6 separate regions of the Sus scrofa genome follow, and regions 2, 3, 4, 5 and 6 are each linked to region 1. Evidence: chromatin contacts called from public Hi-C, HiChIP or PLAC-seq and promoter capture Hi-C data. All regions are on one chromosome and are shown on one strand. The core of a region is the stretch at or near the end of the contact, and the rest is flanking DNA. Distances in the headings are between cores, read along the strand shown. Region 1 holds the start of CCT3 (chaperonin containing TCP1 subunit 3). Region 2 holds the start of GPATCH4 (G-patch domain containing 4). Region 3 holds the start of LAMTOR2 (late endosomal/lysosomal adaptor, MAPK and MTOR activator 2). Region 4 holds the start of LMNA (lamin A/C). Region 5 holds the start of SEMA4A (semaphorin-4A). Region 6 holds the start of MEF2D (myocyte-specific enhancer factor 2D).

The links. Promoter capture Hi-C pulls out the DNA fragments that hold promoters and counts their contacts. Hi-C and Micro-C count contacts between places; a contact is called where the count stands out from the background. HiChIP or PLAC-seq counts read pairs in DNA pulled down with a chosen protein or histone mark.
Region 2: a promoter capture Hi-C map of liver shows a contact between it and region 1, with 2.7 times the contacts expected there. The contact joins the promoter of GPATCH4 here to the promoter of CCT3 in region 1. A contact is called at or near these places in 1 of 5 promoter capture datasets (liver) and 1 of 47 Hi-C or Micro-C datasets (liver).
Region 3: a contact with region 1 is called in a Hi-C map of liver, with 19 times the contacts expected there. The contact joins the promoter of LAMTOR2 here to the promoter of CCT3 in region 1. A contact is called at or near these places in 1 of 5 promoter capture datasets (liver), 6 of 47 Hi-C or Micro-C datasets (embryonic fibroblasts, heart right ventricle, liver and 1 more) and 1 of 2 datasets of contacts at active chromatin or transcription factors (alveolar macrophages).
Region 4: a contact with region 1 is called in a Hi-C map of liver, with 5 times the contacts expected there. The contact joins the promoter of LMNA here to the promoter of CCT3 in region 1. A contact is called at or near these places in 3 of 47 Hi-C or Micro-C datasets (embryonic fibroblasts, heart right ventricle and liver) and 1 of 2 datasets of contacts at active chromatin or transcription factors (alveolar macrophages).
Region 5: an H3K27ac HiChIP or PLAC-seq map of alveolar macrophages shows a contact between it and region 1. The contact joins the promoter of SEMA4A here to the promoter of CCT3 in region 1. A contact is called at or near these places in 1 of 5 promoter capture datasets (fetal skeletal muscle), 1 of 47 Hi-C or Micro-C datasets (embryonic fibroblasts) and 1 of 2 datasets of contacts at active chromatin or transcription factors (alveolar macrophages).
Region 6: an H3K27ac HiChIP or PLAC-seq map of alveolar macrophages shows a contact between it and region 1. The contact joins the promoter of MEF2D here to the promoter of CCT3 in region 1. A contact is called at or near these places in 1 of 47 Hi-C or Micro-C datasets (liver) and 1 of 2 datasets of contacts at active chromatin or transcription factors (alveolar macrophages).

The regions. Positions count from the first base shown.
Region 1 is chr4:93,732,450-93,735,345 of Sscrofa11.1, reverse strand. It overlaps CCT3 (chaperonin containing TCP1 subunit 3), which reads right to left and starts at 1,379. Exons shown (of 14, transcript NM_001244180.1): 1 at 1,224-1,379. The coding sequence starts at 1,254. TSACC (TSSK6-activating co-chaperone protein) reads left to right here and starts at 317. Exons shown (of 4, transcript XM_013996980.2): 1 at 317-1,035; 2 at 2,534-2,593. The coding sequence starts at 2,557.
Region 2 is chr4:93,485,008-93,487,903 of Sscrofa11.1, reverse strand. It overlaps GPATCH4 (G-patch domain containing 4), which reads right to left and starts at 1,539. Exons shown (of 8, transcript NM_001243353.1): 1 at 1,465-1,539.
Region 3 is chr4:93,974,175-93,977,070 of Sscrofa11.1, reverse strand. LAMTOR2 (late endosomal/lysosomal adaptor, MAPK and MTOR activator 2) reads left to right here and starts at 1,510. Exons shown (of 4, transcript NM_001243627.1): 1 at 1,510-1,785; 2 at 2,092-2,254. The coding sequence starts at 1,718. UBQLN4 (ubiquilin-4) reads right to left here and starts at 685. Exons shown (of 11, transcript XM_003125701.5): 1 at 484-685. The coding sequence starts at 591.
Region 4 is chr4:93,924,843-93,927,738 of Sscrofa11.1, reverse strand. It overlaps LMNA (lamin A/C), which reads left to right and starts at 1,455. Exons shown (of 13, transcript NM_001111257.2): 1 at 1,455-1,557.
Region 5 is chr4:93,891,637-93,894,532 of Sscrofa11.1, reverse strand. It overlaps SEMA4A (semaphorin-4A), which reads left to right and starts at 1,538. Exons shown (of 15, transcript XM_021089686.1): 1 at 1,538-1,613.
Region 6 is chr4:93,580,137-93,583,032 of Sscrofa11.1, reverse strand. MEF2D (myocyte-specific enhancer factor 2D) reads right to left here and starts at 1,470. Exons shown (of 12, transcript XM_021089672.1): 1 at 1,117-1,470.

The DNA.
Region 1 (2,896 bases), core at 130-2,629:
GACATAACCAGAATGCCTCAGGAACCCACTGACCATCAGTAAGTGTGACCTACATGTTTTAATAGGAAGTCTAATAGGTTAGGGCCGCTAATGCAAGGGATTAACTCCGACCTCAAAAGAGCTGAACAACGCACTACTCACCTTAGGGCCCTCTCAATGGCTATACCTGAATCAAAAGAATGTTTATTTCACTCCTCTCTCCAAATTATACTTCCCTACAGTTTGTTGTAAAATTTCCCACCCATCAAACCTAAACATTCATTCACAGTTCTCAGGATTTAGATTCCTATTTCAGGCACTGATAACCAAAATCCTGCATGGACCTTTCTGATTGGATTCATCAGAAAAAAATTGGTTTTTTTTTCTGGGTTAAGTGGATTCTTGTTTGCAAACAGTTATTTTCCAGGTATACAGAAAATCGATAGCATTCTACACGCATAAGAGAGGGACGGAAAATGACTAATAAGGCTGAGATTACACAGAACAGAAACATACCCGAGGAAGACAACAGAAATGCGACTCATTCCCCATAGGTAAAGAGACCCAATGGAAAAATGTGGGAAAACTCAGTTGGTAAGTGGGAAAGATTACCACGGAGGGGATATCAAGGGAATAACTACATCTAAGATAAACCAGTGAGGAAGGTAGGGTTACTTGAGGAACAGAAGTTGCAGAATGGAAATTCAAGAGGACAATTACTGAAAATACAAATAACCAAGGCTACCACTCGCTCTTTTAAGCAATTGTCTCTACTTATCTCACTTGAGTCACAATCTTACGGGAAAATAGTTAATCCTAATAATAAAGATGGAAACGTTTCAATCAAACAACGTGGCTGACGCCACACCACTACTAAGGGATGGGCCAAGGTTAAAATGCTAGGCCAAACTTAAAAGCCGTTAGTCACAAAACTGCACACTGAAAATCACTCAAAGAAGGTTGCAAGGGCGGGGGTTGGAGGTGAAGAACAGAATGCCGAGTGGGAAGCATCTTCCCGAGGCCAGAGCCCGGAAAAATGAGGCTCGAGAGAGAAAGGTCAGTTTGCGTTTGTGTAGACATGGGAATACGTTAAGGGTAGACAGGAAAGCAGAAGGGGCTTCCAAAATGAACGACTGGAAGGCTCAGGGGCCGGACCAGGGCGGGACTGGGCTGAGGCAAGGCTGTAAAGTGCCGAAAGAGGGAGATGAAGAGGGGGTCCCTTCCCCAGCTTTCCCAAAACTCACTAAGCACGAGCACCGGACGATGGCCCATCATGGCGGCGCGATGCAGAGCCGGGTACCCAAAGCAGGGGGAACCGGCAGAACCTTCTGGAGAGAGAGAACCAGCGAGAAGCCCAGAAAACGCTGCCTCCTCAGGGCTTACACCCAACCCCGCTACCCTCCCGGGCGCCCCCAATCACCGCACCCATCTCACTGACCGGCACGGAAACAGGCCAATTGACATTCTTAGCCCCGCCCCCTACGCAAGAACGCGGGGCAAGCTAGGTAGAGAGAGCACGGTGATGGCAATGAGAGGGCAGAGGCGCTTGCGCAATGGGGTGGCCGCTCCCGGCCGCGTGCGGCGCGAACCTTGGCGCAAGCGCCAAGGATCGGGTAGTTGGCCGGAACGCCACTGCGCATGTGTGTCAACTATAAGGGTGGGTGCTGGGGTAGAGGCTTTCCATTAACACCGCAGGTGAGGTCATTAAACTCATGCGTCTCGACTCCTTTCGGACGCCAAGGTGGAGAATGACTTGACAGTTTCCATGCTTTCGTTCCAGCTTTGGCTACGGGGAGGACTAGAAGGGGCGGGACCTAAACCGGCAGTTGAGAGAACACCTGGCCCCTTTGATGCGGGGTGGAATGGGAGTTGTAGTCCGATCAGACTGAGCTGGGCGGTAACTAGCCTTCTGGGCACGCTGGGAGTTGTGGTTTACTGCCTCTGACTCGTTCCTATGCATGGACCTTTCCCTCTTAGGCAAATACTATCTATTGAGGCCGTGAATGGTACCTGAGAGTGCTGGCTTACCGACCCCTCGAGTTATCCTATGTAAAACATTTTCTCAAGTGTTTTCCTCTAGTGCTCTCAGATTTTCTTTATCCGTGTCCATTCTTTCCCCTGCCCTCCTCATGCCCTCAGCTACTGGTCCATTAGAGATGTTGGAGAACCAGAGTTTTTAAGTTACCTTACAGGATAGGAAAAGGGCTGATCCCGCAGAAATCAAAACTAGGGGAGAACACAGTATTTGCCCACATTTTTAGGAGACGCTTAAAGTTTGGGCGTAGTTAAAGTACTGTTTTGTCCAGAGAAAAGAAACATTACTAGAAACAGTTTTTTGTTTTGTTTTGTTTTTTAGTGAAAGGATGAGAGCACGAACAATTCAAGAACAGTTACTTATGTTTGGCCATAAAATAGAACAGTACACACCCTTTCATACTTTTTCCTTCCCAAACTGGAGCAGCCTGATATGTGCTGGGGAGAACTTATATGAAATTGTTAATAGTAAAATAATAGCATGGGTTGTTGGTCATGTGATGTTGTGATTCTTTCCCAGGCACCACACCTGTAGGTGTTCAGATGGAGCAGCATTCTAGTCATCCTACTAACAGAAGAGGTGTGTGTCAGAGGCCCTGCTTCCTTTCCCTTAAAACCAGACTTTGATTGGAGTTCCCGTCGTGGCTCAGCAGAAACGAACAAATCTGATTAGTATCCATGAGGACACAGGTTCGATCCCTGGCCTTGCTCAGTGGGTTAAGCATCCGGTGTTGCCGTGAGCTGTGATGTAGGTCACAGATGGCGGCCTGGATCCTGTGTTGCTGTGGCTGTGGCATAGGCAGCAGCTATAGCTCCGATTTGACCCCTAGTCTGGGAACCGCCATATGCTGCAGGTGTGGTCCTAAAAAGAAAAAAAAGAAAA
Region 2 (2,896 bases), core at 290-2,789, 250 kb after region 1:
GAGATCTCACTACATGCCAGGCTGTGCTAGGGCTTTTTTTTTTTTTTGTCTTTTTAGGTCCGCACTCTTGGCAGAAGACTCTGGCCTGACACAGTGGATTAAGGATCTGGCTTGCCACAGCTGTGACATAGGTTGCAGTTGCAGCTCAGATTCTGTTCCTGGCCCAGGGAACTTCCATATGCCACAGCTGTGGCTGAAAAAGGAAAACAGAAACAAGAAACAAAAACTAAAGACTATCACTGCTGACCTGAGTCACTTAAATGAAGTTGTGTTAAGATCATTTATTACAAGCATTGCAGACCATTTTTAAAGCCAATTAATGGCACTACTGGAGTAATCCTCTAGCCTCCCCAAATGACAACTCCAAAGGCCAAAACTTTCATTTGTGTTTAAGAAGGTCTAGGAAGTATCCTAGTTTGGGGGGGTGGGGGGAAATCAGACACATCGTTAAGTCACTCCTCCCAAATATTCCGTATTAGGCCTAAGAATGATGACCAGTCTGGTTAGATAGGAAGAGGAGCAAATTTAGGATGACTCACATGTCTGTTCATATTTCTACTGTGAAGGATGGTTACCTGAAAACCTAAATGAGATCTTGAGAGTCCCAACAGAAAAACACTGAGTGAAGAAATGGCCCTATCTTGCTTCTTGATACTGCAAGAGAATTCAAGTTCAAACACTGAGGTCTTTAAGGCCACCTCGAGGCTCTGCCTCTTCTCAGAAGTTATTTCCATCAGGCCGCAGATTCAACAACAACTAACATTTCAGCATTCATTCAATGCCAGCTTCACACACATTACCTCATTTCAACAACCCTATGAGGAGGCATTTTTACCTTCATTTCCAAATGAGGAAAAGGCATTGAGACGTTTCATTACTTGTCCAAATGAAACAGCTGGTAAGTAGCAGATTTAAGATCTCAGGCATCCCAGAACTGACATTCTTAATCACTAGGGTCCTCAGTCTGACAGCCATTAGTGCTTTACACTGTAGGACTTTACCACAGCTTGTCCCTCTTCACAGTAATTCGAAACTATATGCCCTGGTTTTACTCCCCAACCCCGGTGCTTCTAATGCAGCTCCGAGAACAGAGAATGCGTTCCGTCGTTATTCGCTGAACTGAAGGACACAGGTGGAAACTGCCTTAACAGAATGGATAACTGTGGACAAAAGCAACTAGATCCCAGGCTCTGCGCCGCAGTCTTTGTGAAGGCAGCGACTGCACGTTCAGGAACTGTTTTCTCTCCAGTTAACCTGAGTTTTCTGGAGAAGGGGCCCAGGTCCACAATTTTTAGAGCAGATCCAAACAGCCAGCTACCGTTTCCCTAGACCTCCTTCCTCTTGAGATCTAAATTCTAGCCCTCCTACCGCAGTTTCGCTTTGGTGAAACTACTTTCCTGCTCTCACATTTGCTTCTGAGCCCGGGCTCCGACAGCCACCGTCTGGGGGACTACAGCTCCTTACCGTCATTTGCAAGGTCCTCTCCGCAAAAACACATGCCAGCGACATCTTGCGCGCCGCCATCTTCCCGGAAGTGCGTTTCAGTCCTTCTAGGCGGTGGAAACCATAGAGATGCTCGCGGGAAGCAAAGTCGCCGTGGTCCTCCGGAAAGTACTTTTGCGTGGCCCACGTACTTGTATGGTTGTCATAGAAACTCAGCCCCAGAGCGCGCCCAGTTCTAGAGATTTGGGAGGTGTCCTGCTTCTTCCCTGTAGGCCCTGAGCGGCCACGGGACTTCACCCCTAACCGGCTCACTTGGGATCCTGATCCTTCCGTCTGACACCGTCTCGTCCCAGACACAAATAGGAGGAAGGAAAACTTTAGGGGGAAGCACCGAGAGTGGCCTGAGAGGTTCGTAGAGGCAGAGGAGGTAGTACCTCTGAGGTGGTTTGGGGGGATGAATACTCAGCCTGTGGGAAAACAGTTATTTATAAAATCCTAGAGAAGAGAAGTTTCAGTAGGTTTATCACGTTTTGACTCACCACCGTATGCCAGGACCTGCCCCTTTGGTACCAGTGATTCAAAGATGCATAAGACTCGAGCCCTAACTTCGGGGAGCACCTAGTATAGCCCAAGCAAAGTTGGGACCACGAGTGGGACTGAAAAGAGAGGCAGGATCCTGGAATCCATACCAGGCTGAGGTGTTTGGACTTGCCTTGTCAAGTATGAGGATCCCTTGATCAGAGGAGGGAAAGAACCTACTGCCAGGAAATCAACAAGAGAGGCTGCACACGCTCTCATTACCACAGACTGTTCCAAGGCTTAACTAAGCCACCCAAGAATAAAATCTGAAAAGAAGAATCCCTCGTTTTCATTAATTCACAGTAACTTAGTGCTCCTGCCCCACCTCCACCCCCCCCAGAACTTCAAAGGCTATTTCCTAGTAAAACCTTGTAATAATTGCTCAGTCTTTCATACTCCCTCATCCCCATAAGATTTTTTTCCATAAAAACTAATTTTACTTTTTTTTTTCTTTGGTCCTTTTTTTTTTTTTGGTTTTTTTTTTGTTTTTTTAGGGCTGCACCCAGGGCATATGGAGGTTCCAAGGCTAGAGGTCTAATCAGAGCTGTAGCTGCCAGCCCATGCCCCAGCCACAGCAACACAGGATTCGAGCAGTATCTGCAGCCTACACCACAGCTCAAGGCAACGCCAGATCCTTAACCCACTGAGCAAGGCCAGGGATCTAAGCACAACCTCATGGTTCCTAGTCAGATTCATTTCCGCTGTTCCACAACGGGAACTCCTAATTTTACTTTCAAAATATGCTACTTGTGGGAGTTTCTCTGTTGTGATGCAGAACAAACTAACCCGACTAGTATCCATGAGGACATGGGTTGGATCCCTGGTTATGGACCTGGCGTTGCCATGAGCTGTGGTGTAGGTTGCAGACACAGCT
Region 3 (2,896 bases), core at 261-2,760, 240 kb before region 1:
GGGAAATCCTCCCCCCGCACCGGCCGGGCGTCAGAATGCTGGGCGTTCTCTGAGACGCACAGTAGAAGCCTGGAGCTTTCCTCGCCTGCGCCCCGCGCCCACTATCCGGCCTCCGCACCTTGCCCGGCTCCCACCCTGCCTCAGCGCCTCGAACCCCCGCTAGTAAGCGGCGCAAACACTCCTCTCCAACACAGGGTCCTTCCCCCTTGCCTGTGCAAGGTGTCCTCTTCCAACTCCACCACGCCCCCAGACCAGGCCACAAGGCAAACCCCGGCCTCCCTTCCCAAACACGCGCCACGCTACCCCGGATCGACCTCGCAGGACGCCCCCTACCCGCCGCCTCTTCCCTCCCGCTTCCCCGAGTGCCTGCTGGGCCCCCGCCCTCCTCTCCCCGGCCCTCCCATACGCCCGACGGTCTCAGAGACACCCCCCTCTTCACAGACCACTCCTCCGCACCCCCCCAATCCCCACCACCCGTACTACCTCCTTGACCGAGGCTCGATCGCAGATCACAATTTCCTCCTTGTCCTTAGGGGTCTTGACGGTGACCCGAATCGGGGGCCTCGTCTCGGCCCCGCTCGGCTCCGCCATGCCGCCGCCGCCGCCGCCACCCGGCCGCCCGCCAGCCCGCCCCGGCTCCTCCTCCTCCCCGCCCGCCCGGCGGTGCTCGGCTCCGGCGCCTCCAACACTCCCCTCTCCCCTCCCCTCCCCAAGGCTTCACCGCCCCCTCCGGACCAGCCGCAGCCACAGCGCCCCGGGCGGACCGGGGGGGCCACTGCAGCGGGGTCCGCCCAGGGCCGAGCCCGGGGTCTGCAGCCTGGGCAGGGCCTTGCTGGGCGGCGGCCCCCAAAGGGGCTGCTCCGGACAGGGGCGGGAAGCAAACTCTCCGGGAGAGACCACCGCCCGTGGTAGCCGGTCCGAGTCGCGCTGAGGTGCCAACCCCCCGCCCCCGGGCCCAAAGCTACCCGCCCCCTCCGCGACTAACTCTTTCTCCGGGACAAAGGACTTTCTGTGTCGCCGCTTTATCTCCGTTCCCTATGATAACTGGTCTTTCTTGGAAAGCCCAAATCCTTTCCAGGCCTGAGGCTTCTCCCGACTTGGAGGCTGAATTTTCCACTTCTGGATATCTACCTAAAACCTCTTCTGTAGGATTGACTTAATTCCCCTGAGGGTAGCGGCCTCCAAGAAGTCTATTCAGTACAGTTCCAGAGACCTGGATTTTTGCCTGCATGGCCTTTCTGAGCCTATTTCCTCAATAGCATCTATCTCCTCATCTCACAGAATTATGCATAATGTAGAAAATTGCTTTGAGAAGTAACCCAAGGTATGCCTGACAAGTATAGGAATTTTGTTTTCTTTTAATTACTGAATCGTGGATTGTCAAGCAGATATGACTCCTCTGCCCGAGAGGGTTAAATGTCCTTCCAGTACTGCCACTATCCTTTTACTCCCGCTCTTTTCCCCCATAACCGCGTGGTCTCACTGGAAAGGCGAACTGTAGTTCCCAGGGTGCCTCGCGAAGCTTCGAGGAACTACAATTCCCAGCGCCCCCCGCGGTGAGGCGGGGTTGAGTCAGAACCGCACAGTCAGGCCAGGAAACTACAACTCCCAGGAGTTCTGGAGCCGGGCAGCTGGACTACGGGAAGCGGCAGGCGGAGGCCAGTTATAGGAAACTCCGGGATCAGGTTGTGAAAGCCCAGGGTTAGGAGCCACAGGCATGCTGCGTCCCAAGGCTTTGACCCAGGTGCTAAGCCAAGCTAACACTGGAGGTGTCCAGAGCACCCTGTGAGTGCGGACCGAGAGGCCGAGCGGCGAGCACTGGAGTGGGGCTGCGCGCGGCTCTCCGAGGGAGGGGTGGGGAAGGCTCTCTGGGAAGGGAGGAGGTGGCAGAGGGGGCAGCCTTTGGGTGAACCGGCGAGAGGGCCACTCTTGAAAGAGAAACTGACGTGCTGGGTGTTTGGGGCATGTTCTAGGACACACTCAACCCAGACCCTTGCTTTCTAGGAGCGCCGGTGGGCGAGTTGGGATGGAAAGTCAGGTATTTTACTCCCCATCCTGAGCACGTTGATATCCGTTCTGATGCTTTTCCAGGCTGCTGAATAACGAGGGATCTCTGTTGGCCTACTCTGGTTACGGGGATACGGACGCCCGAGTCACTGCAGCCATCGCCAGTAACATCTGGGCGGCCTACGACCGGAACGGGAACCAAGCATTTAACGAAGACAATCTCAAATTCATCCTCATGGACTGCATGGTATGGAGAGGGGAGCCATTTCCTCTGTCCCTAAGGGGACCCCCAAGGGGCACCCTGGACCCCATCCTGGATGGTTGGGGCCCAGGGACAGGATTTCTGGAAGATTACTAAGAGTTGGTCTGCAGCAGCATTTATAATAGGCAGGACCCTATGTATCAAGTGGTGATGAGGAAGGAGTATTGGACCCGAGGTCTGGCTGGGTTCTAGTCTCAGCCAGCCACTTGCCATTTGTGGAACCTTGGGTAAGTCACAAGCTTTTTTACCACATCTCCAGTGTGAAAATAATCCCCACCACCACATCACGCACACAGGGTTGTTGTGATCAAATGAAAGGGTAGGTGTAAACTGTAGAGTGATATGCAGACACAAAGTGTTGTCATCTGAGATTCTCAGACTCAGAAGCATGGCAAAGTGTCCAGACCCTAGTCCAGTTCCTTCAGTTTACAGAAAAAGGAGATAAAGTCCAGAAAGAGGAAGCGCCATTAGACTGAATTTCTTGGGAACAGAACCTGTCTCATTCACCTTTATATCTGTTCAGTTAACAAATTTTTAGGTCCTTGCAGTATTCTCAGGACCTGGGAAAAAAATAGCAAACAGGACAAACAAAAACTGCAGCCCTAATGTCTCATATATGCCTTAAAA
Region 4 (2,896 bases), core at 206-2,705, 190 kb before region 1:
GCCCCTCCCTGGGCAGCCTGAGAGCACACCAGCCTCAGGCCACTCGTGCATCCTGTCCCTCCCAGCCAGGTCCCTGCTGCCCTACCGCTGCTCCAGTGGCTCCCCCATTACCTGCCACTCAGGGGTCAAGGGCCAAAGTGAAGTGGGCTCTCAGGGAGCCCTGTAAGCTTTGGATTTACTAGACAAAGAGGGCAATTGGGGTGTTACTCTGGGGCTAGCCTGTGGGCTGGCATAGGGATAGTGGGACAGGGGAATCTGGGGAGCTGGATCAAGGCAGGTCTAGAAAGGAGGGGGTTGGCTTGCATGATGTCCTTAGACTCCTCCCAGCTCTGAAGTTCTGGCTTCTAAGCAATGACTGATGAAGCACTGGCCCAAGGCAGTCCCTTCCATCCCATGGAGTCTCCCTCCAGGAGCTCCTGACCTTGGCCAAGGCCCTGCCCATCCACCTGCCACACGTGGCCGCCACTAATCCAGAAGTGCCCTTTGATCTGTTCCCCCATCAGGAAATCTCCTGCAGATTAACCACCATCCTCCCCGGGGAGAATTTGCTTTCCCAGTTGACCTCCCTGGGGTGAGTGCCAAGGGCTAGCCTTGGAAGGGGACCCTGAGGAACTTAGGGGCTGCAGGGGCTGGGAACCCAGGTTGGTTTTATGGTGAGGCTAAGCAAGGTGAAGCTCAGGGATCCACAGTGGCACAGGCCTTCCCAAGACCCTTAGAGGAGCCTGACCAGGTTTCCACGTGTTCACTTATCTGTGTGAAATCTGTAAAAGATATTCTCATATTTTTAAGATAGAGCCTCCCCACAAAAATTGGATGGACACTTAGGAAGACCAACTGTCCGGTTTTGCCAGGAACTGTTCGGGTTTGAGCACTGCAAGGCCCTTGTCCTAGGAAACTCCTCAGTGCTCTGCAAACAGGACAGGTGGCCACTAGTTTCAGGCCCCACATTGGGTAACGTTTGCTCAGCACCTGGACTGGGGGTGGGGGGGGAAACAGGGATCCTTTTCTGCCTCACTTCCTGGAAGCCTCTCGGCGCCTAGGGCTTGGGGACCCTTTTCGCCGGCCCCAGTTCTGGAGTTGTGGCGCTTCTGTTTGTTTCCTTGGCAACAGGGAGAGGAAACCCCCATTTAGGAGACCCGGGAGGCCCCGGCAACCACACACACACAGACACACACAGACTCACAGGCAGCCGCCCACACGCAGGCGCCTGCGTCAGAACCAGCCGTCAGCACTGCCCGCCTCCGGGCGGCGGGGGCGGGGGGGCGGGAGAGGAACCACCCCGCCGGAGTCCGGAGTCGCCCTACCAGCCCGAACCGATCTGCCCTGGAGGGAACAAGCCCCGTCCCCTTGGCTCCGCCCACGTCTCCGGGGCCCCGCCCCTTCCTACGTCTACCTCCCCTCCCCCACCCTCACCAGGTGGGGCGGGGCCAAAGCTGGGAGATAGGGAGCAGAGAGGACGAAGTCACTGCGGAATTCCTCTTTGGCTCTTGTCTGGTGTGTACCGTGGCAGTATTTTGGTGTGTATTGTGACGGTTCCAGGAAGCCTGAGGCTCACAGGTGGGGCGGCTCTCTGGGCCCATTTGAGTGGGGGATGGGGTTTGGAATGTCGGGCAGGGACTCCTGGGCAGACTCTCGGATTTTGCTGTTGGATGGAGCTCCTTTGGGGTCTGGACTGAAGGGAGGTGGGATGTAGTTAACCTGGAGGCAAATCCCTGGAGTTTGGGACCTGCTTCTGTCTCTTGTTGTGTGGCCTGGAGCATATCAGTTAACCTGGCCCAAGTCTCAATCTCCGTATCTGTATAATGGGCATCATGGTGTTTGCTTTGTGCATCTCAGAGAGGTTTGAGAGGGTTAAGGTAGTAATCTGGATTGTGAAAAGATGACACCTGGGAGACCTGCCCAGCCAAATGTGAAGTGTAAAGGGTTGGTTCTGTGCTCATTATCTAGCGGCCCTGTCTGGCCTGGCTGGAGCACCCAGGGAAGATAGCCAGCCCTACACTGACCCCTGCAACCCCTGCCTCATCATGGTAGCGATAATGCCCATCCCTTGAGGTCGATTAGCCCCTTCCAGTATGTCCAGAGTGATGTCCTGTCTCCTACAGTAGTGTGAAATAGGGTCCGAGTACTATTTGGGGGTTTCTGGCTGTGTTTGGGCAAATCTTAGCTTCTCCAGCCTGAGAAGCCCACTTTGTAAAGAGAGGGGTTTAATTCTCAGAGCCCTGGGGGCCTCTTAGGGGAGGGGCAAAGGATCACCAGGCAGGGGTCCCTAAACTTCCCTGCTAGAGAGACTCTGCCTCTGTCATTTAGTATATTGGGCTTTTGGGGTGAAATTTCATTCAAATGAGGGGTTCACTGGCTTTACAAAAGGCCATCAAACACGCTCCTTCTGAGGGCCTTCCCAGCTAAACTAAGCCAAGCTAATTGTTCTAAGCCTGCATCATTCCATCTAGCTGGGTCCGGATGGGAAGAAGGCAGTTACTCAGCTGGACTATCTTAGGTCAATTAGTCAACTTCTCGGAGTTTGGGTTTTTGGTATATAAAATGCAGATAATAATACCTTCCTCATAAGGCTGAAGTCAAGATGAAGTGGGATCAGCCCCACATGGCCCCTAGCCCAGTGCCTGGTATGTGGCAGCTACTTAAAGAACAGCCAGGTCCTTCCATACCACCTGTGCAGGAGTGACTCAGCAGTTCAACAGGTGTTTAGTACTTGACCCTGTGATCAAAGAATGAATAAGACAGGGACCCTCCCTCCAAGCACTCTAGGGAGTTCCTGTTGTGGCTCAGGGGAAACAAACCTGACTAGTATCCATAGGGATGCAAGTTTGATCCCTGGCTTCGCTCAGTGGGTTAAGGTAATCCATCGCTGCTGTGAGCTGTGGTGCAGGTTGCAGAC
Region 5 (2,896 bases), core at 289-2,788, 160 kb before region 1:
AAGACAAAAAAAAAAAAGACAAAAAAAAAAAAAAAGATATATCTGGGATCCATCCATTTTCACCATCATCACCATCTCTTGGCTGGGTTGTGGCATTAGTTTTCGAACTGGTCTCCTGACCTTGCTCCATATGCTTAATTCTCCAAACAGCAGCGAAGTGGTCCTTTAATAGGTCATTCCTCTGCTCAAGAACTTTCCCAAAGCACTCAGTACAAAAGCCAAAGTCCTCAAAACGGCATGCAAAGCCAGGCAAGATGACCCCCACCTGGTTTCTCACTCTTCTCCCTCATGCTCACTCCACTCAAGCTGCAGTGACTGCCCAGGTAATTCCTAGAACACACCAAGCACACACCTGCCTCAGGACATTTACACTAATGTTTTCCTCTGCCTGGACCACGTTTCCTATCACATATCTGCTTGTTTCAGGTCTCTATTCAAATGTCACCAGCCAGTAAAGCCTTCTCTGACTAAATTTAATAAAATAGGGAGTTCCCACTGTGGCTTAGTGGTAACAAATCCAACTAGTATCCATGAGGATTGTGGGTTCGATCCCTGGCCTCGCTCAGTGGGTTAAAGATCCAGTGTTGCCATGAGCTGTGGTATAGGCCAGTTGCTACAGCTCCGATTGGACTTCTAGCCTGGGAACCTCCATATGCTGTGGGTTTGGCCCTAAAAAGACAAAAGGCAAAAAAAAAAAAAATTCCATGGGCATGAGGGAGCCAGGGGGGATTTTTGGTCTGAGGCTGAGTGATATGAGAACTGAGGTTTCACGCTTGCTCACGGCTATCTTTCATTTCCACTTCTTTTTCCCTCTCCTTATATGTGTATATCTCTCAGCTGCCCCTGCCCCTCCATGGCCAGAAGTAACTGGATAAGTCATTTTCCTTTTCTATAGCCTCTCAGGGATGGGAGAGGGAGGGGCTGAGCAGGGACCCTTTGTCACTCAGCCTCCCGGGTGTCTCAGTGCTCCTACCCAGAGGGGCAGCAGATGAAGACATGGAGAGGCCGCTGGGAGAGGAAGGTGCCACCTGCCCCCACCCTCCACCCCCTAGATTGACCTTGAGGTGCTGGCTCCCCCCCCACCCCCCCGGGGCCTCAGGCCCTTACAATCCTTGGGCTGATTCTCCGTGCTTAGTACCAGTCAGTGCCAGCTGGCAGCTCTCACCGGAGACTGAGGTGACACGAATATGGCGGAGGAGGGGAGGAAGTGGGCAAGGGCCCAAGAGGAATAGGGGCCAGGATTCGAGGGGGTGGTAATCATAGGCTGGGTGGTCAAGATGGGTGTCGCATGGGACAGGCTAGACTGAGGAGTCTAGAGGTTTCCAGAAGACTAGAGGATGTGTCAGGACCCCCCACTCTGGCCTTCCTGTCCCTGGCAGACTTAATCCTCTCCCTGCCACCCACTTTTCTCTACCTCTACCCCCTTAAGCCGCCCCTGGCTAATTCTCCTTGGTCCCTTTAAGAGCTGCCTGGGAACTGGGGCACCAGAGGGGGCTGGCAGGGCCCCCACCCCCTCCCCCTGCCCTGCCCGCCTCTGCTCCGCCCCTTGCCCGGTACAGACTCTGCTGGAAGCCTTGGACGCCTGGGTTAGGGTCTCCACTGCTGGGCTGGGGGTAAGGCTTGAAAGGGGTGGGGAAGGGGGACCTCGGTCCCCAGGGTGGGGTGGAGGGGAGGCGGGAGGCCAGTTTCCTAGCGCTGTGGACATGAACTATCTGTGTGCCAACTCCAGTGGATAACGTAGGGAGCCCTCTGGGAGGATGCTTGGGCCTCAGACTAGCGGGTAGGGCAGCCCTAAGGATCTTGGGGGACAGTGACTAGAGGGCAGGATGCCTGGGTCTCCTCACCCTCCACTCCCCCTTCGTATTTTTCTGGGACCTTCATTTGCTAACCTCCATTCAACCACCCCCCTGCGTCTCCTGAAATTAAAGACATAGGATCCTGACCCCTTGTCTTCCACAGATGGGGAAACTGAGGCTGAGCAAACCAGAGGAAATGGAGTTGTGTGGGTCATGGCAGGAGAAATAGAGGTTAGGCTGCAGAAAGGTTCTCTGTCCTTCTCTACCCCAGACAACTAGACATGGGAACTTGGGTGTCCAGCTCACCCCAGCAACTTTGTAACTACAGCCTTGGCCAGCACCCGGGTCTAAGTCCCTGCCCCCCTCAACAAGACAACTTAGCTCTTTACTGGAAGTTTTTGCTTTTTGTTTGTTTGTTTGTTTTTAGGACTGCACCCGAGACATATGGAAGTTCCCACACTAGGTGTCAAATCATCGGAGCTGCAGCTGCTGGCCTACACCACAGCCACAGCAACACGGGATCTGAGCCGCATCCACGACCTACCCCACAGCTCATGGCAACACAGGATCCTTAACCCACTGAGCGAGGCCAGGGATTGAAACCGTGTTTCTGGATTCGTTTCTGCTGTGCCACAACGGGAACTTCTTTCCTGGATATTTTGATTTCCACATATCAGAGCCAGGAGAGGCTCCCAAAAGCCCAGCTGGGTAACCTGGAATGAAGTGGAGCCCGGGGGCCTGTAGACTCCTCTACTCTACTCCCCTGGTTTATTTTGCAAATGTAGCCTGTTCTAGTTCTGCCACTCTGTGGCAGGACTGGGCCCAGTTCCCCTAAAGGGGAAGGGACTCGGGGCAGGGACCCAAGGACCCCCCCCACCCCAGGTGTAAAGGCTTTCTGCAGTCCAACTTCCTGTTACAGTCCTAGTTCAGTGTCCCTGCCACCTGATTGCAAGTCAGCCCTTCCCCTCCTGCCATGGGTCCCAGTCCTGAGGGAGAAGAGCCTGAAGTAGGCACACTAGTCCCCAAGGCCTCGGAGCTGAGGGCACAGAGGATGGCGTGTCAGGAAGTGGTGGGAATGTGATAGCAGTTCTGCTCAGAGT
Region 6 (2,896 bases), core at 221-2,720, 150 kb after region 1:
CCTAATGTACCCTCCCCCAACCCATCAACAATGGGCTGCTTAAGAGGAGGCAGGGAGAACCTCCTACTCAAAGGACAAACCTGGGATAACCTAGTCAGTGGCTCCAAGGGGGCCCACACTCAGGAGCCCTCCTTTCATTGGGGAGAGACCTCAGGAGGCCACTGAGAGATCAGCTAGAATCACTAGGGGAAGGGAGACCCCGTAAGAACAAACCTGACAGAAAAGGGGTTGGCAGGAGGGTAAGAGACTACATGCATCTTAGTCTCCTCGGCCCACCCTCCGAAAAGCCCCTCACTCCCTGGACCCCCACTCCCAACCCAGTTCGGACTGGAGAACTCTTGCCCAGATGTTTAACAGCTGCAAACTTCTGGCCGGGGGTTCTCCAGCTGGGGCCACAGACAAACCAGAGCAGGGGTCTCGGAGGCAGGCTAGGAGGTCCCAAGAAAGGGTCCTGCGTGCCCACCTCCGTGCTAACTCTGAGTGCCAACTCCACAGGCACAGGGCAAACCCGGGCCCGGGACACACACACACTCACACACCCCAACCCACCACCCCGGTGTCATCTGAACAACATCCCCCCTCCCTCCCCCGCTTCCCAAACAGCTGCGGCTCCCCCCGCCCCCACCCTCCCGCCGCCCTCTCAGGCCCCCTTCTGCACCATTTCGGGCCAAGGAGGAGGGAACAGGCGGCTCGAGGAGGGAGAGGGAGGGAGGGCCGGCTGTTAAAATGTCAGTCGCTCCCGGCTGTCACCGGAGACCCCCTCTGAGGATGGCGCCCCTTCCCAGACCGCTCGGAGGCCGCCTTAACCCCCGGACACCAACAGACCGGCGCGCCCCCAAGCCACCCGTCCCCACCCCGACCCCAACACCCAAGGGAATTACAGCCCACTCCACTTGTCCCCCACAGCCGACTCCCTCACCCAAACAGTCCCCCATGTAATCTTCCACCAACGCCACAAGAAAACACAGCCCGCTCCGCGAGTTCCTCCCAAACCCAAGAGGCCACCCCATCCCACCTCTCAGGGGGACGGTCTAGACCACCCTCCACCCCAACCCCAGGATGGGGTGGGGGAGGGGGCCTCTTAAAGCGGCAGGAGCATTATTTTTCTCTACTCACCGGCCCCGCTGGGGGAAGGGGGATGTCACGGCTGGGAGGGGGTAGCCCTCGCCCCTAGTCCTGGGGCTCTTCAGCACCTGGAAGCCGCAGCTCCGGGCGGGGGGAATAATAAATGAGGCCGGCGTCCGCGCGGGCCCTGGGCTGCGCCGGGGGGCCTGGGCCCCCGTCGTGGGCGCGAGGGCGGGCAGGCGGGCGGCCGGCAGGCGAGGGACTGGGGCCGAGCGCCCGAGCCGCCTCGGCTGTTGTTGATATTTTGCTTCCTTCCTCCTTTCGAGCTCCAAAGGTAACTCCTCCAGCCCCCGGGAGTCGAGGCCGACGTAGGCACAGCTCAGCCTAGCTTGAGGGGTGGGGGGAACGGGGGTGATGGACAGGCGGGGGGGCCAATGGGAGGAACCCGTGGGGGCGGAGGGGCGGGGCCGGAGCAGGGGCGGTCCCGGGGACGCGGCCCCGCCCCTCGCTTCCCTCGGGCCGGCCGGGCCGGGCCGGGTCGGCCCCCACCCCAGCGCCCTCCCAAGCTAGGCTGCGGCGCTGGGAGAGGCAGATCCCTCCGCCAGCCAGGAGGGAGGGAGGGAGGAAGCGAGGAAGCGACCGAGCGAGGCAAAGTAGGGAGGCGAGACCCAGAGGCCTCTAAGGGGATCGGCCCGCGCCCGTGGTGCCCCTTTCGAGCTGTCCGGACGGCCGCCTAGTACTGCTGCCACCATGCGCTCGAAGAGGTCCTTTCCGGGGAGGTTCCGCCGACTGGGCACATACTTCCCGCCCCCGCCCCCAAACACACTCACACACACTCGCGCACACACACTTACACACACGCTACCTCGACAGCTCCCCCCCAACCCCCAAGCCCCTAGAGAGTTGGGAGGTGGGAATCTAAGTAGATAAATTAAGGGTAGACACTAAGTGTTGAAAAGATTTTATCTCCTTCACTTAGTGTGAGCCGAAGCCTCACTTAAAGGGACCCGTTCTTTTCTGGGGGGTTACCTGGAGAGCTCGTTTGCTCCCTCTACCTGTGAGAGGCCCCCTCCCCTCCCAGGGCCCGGCTGGGCAGACGCCCAGCAATTTAAAGCGACAGCTCATAGTTCGTGGGTGACCTAATCCCCAGTGCCTGAGGCTCCAGAGCACTTACAGCCGAGGGGGGCAATTTAAAGGGGCGTGACCCTAATTTCCCCCAGCACAGGAAACGCCCAAAAGCATCTCATTAAAGAAACAGTAGTAGATGTTTAAAAAAATTTGTAATTCCTGGTTGCTCCAGGGTGTGGCGAATCTTCTGCCCTACCACAGGAGTGTGGGTGCCATGCCTACTGGACAAGCGACCTGTCAGACTTCCTCTCCAGCATCCCTGTTGCCCCAATGTCTGCTTTCTACCTGAAGCTTGAGGAAATGATGGAATTTGGCTTGGATCTTAAAGACCCTCGCAGAACAGAAGGGCACTCAGTTCACACACCTCGATTTCTACCTGGCTGGGTCTGATTTACTGGATCAAGGCTTAATGATCCAGGTTGAGTGCTGAAGAGGCTAATATATAAAGAGGTAGCATGTTTTGGAGTAGTCAAGCTACTTTAGTTCACATCCTTATTCCGCCATTTTTTAACCGGGAACACAGGCCCATTACTTAATTTCCCTGTACCTCATGATCCTCATAGGTAAAATAGCAGCGATGATAATAGTACCTAACTCATAAACTGGTGTGAAGATTAAATTGCTACGTACAAGTAGATCACTTTGAACAGTACCTCATGCTGCATTATAATAATTCAAGGGCTGGACTGTCAAGACCCCTTTA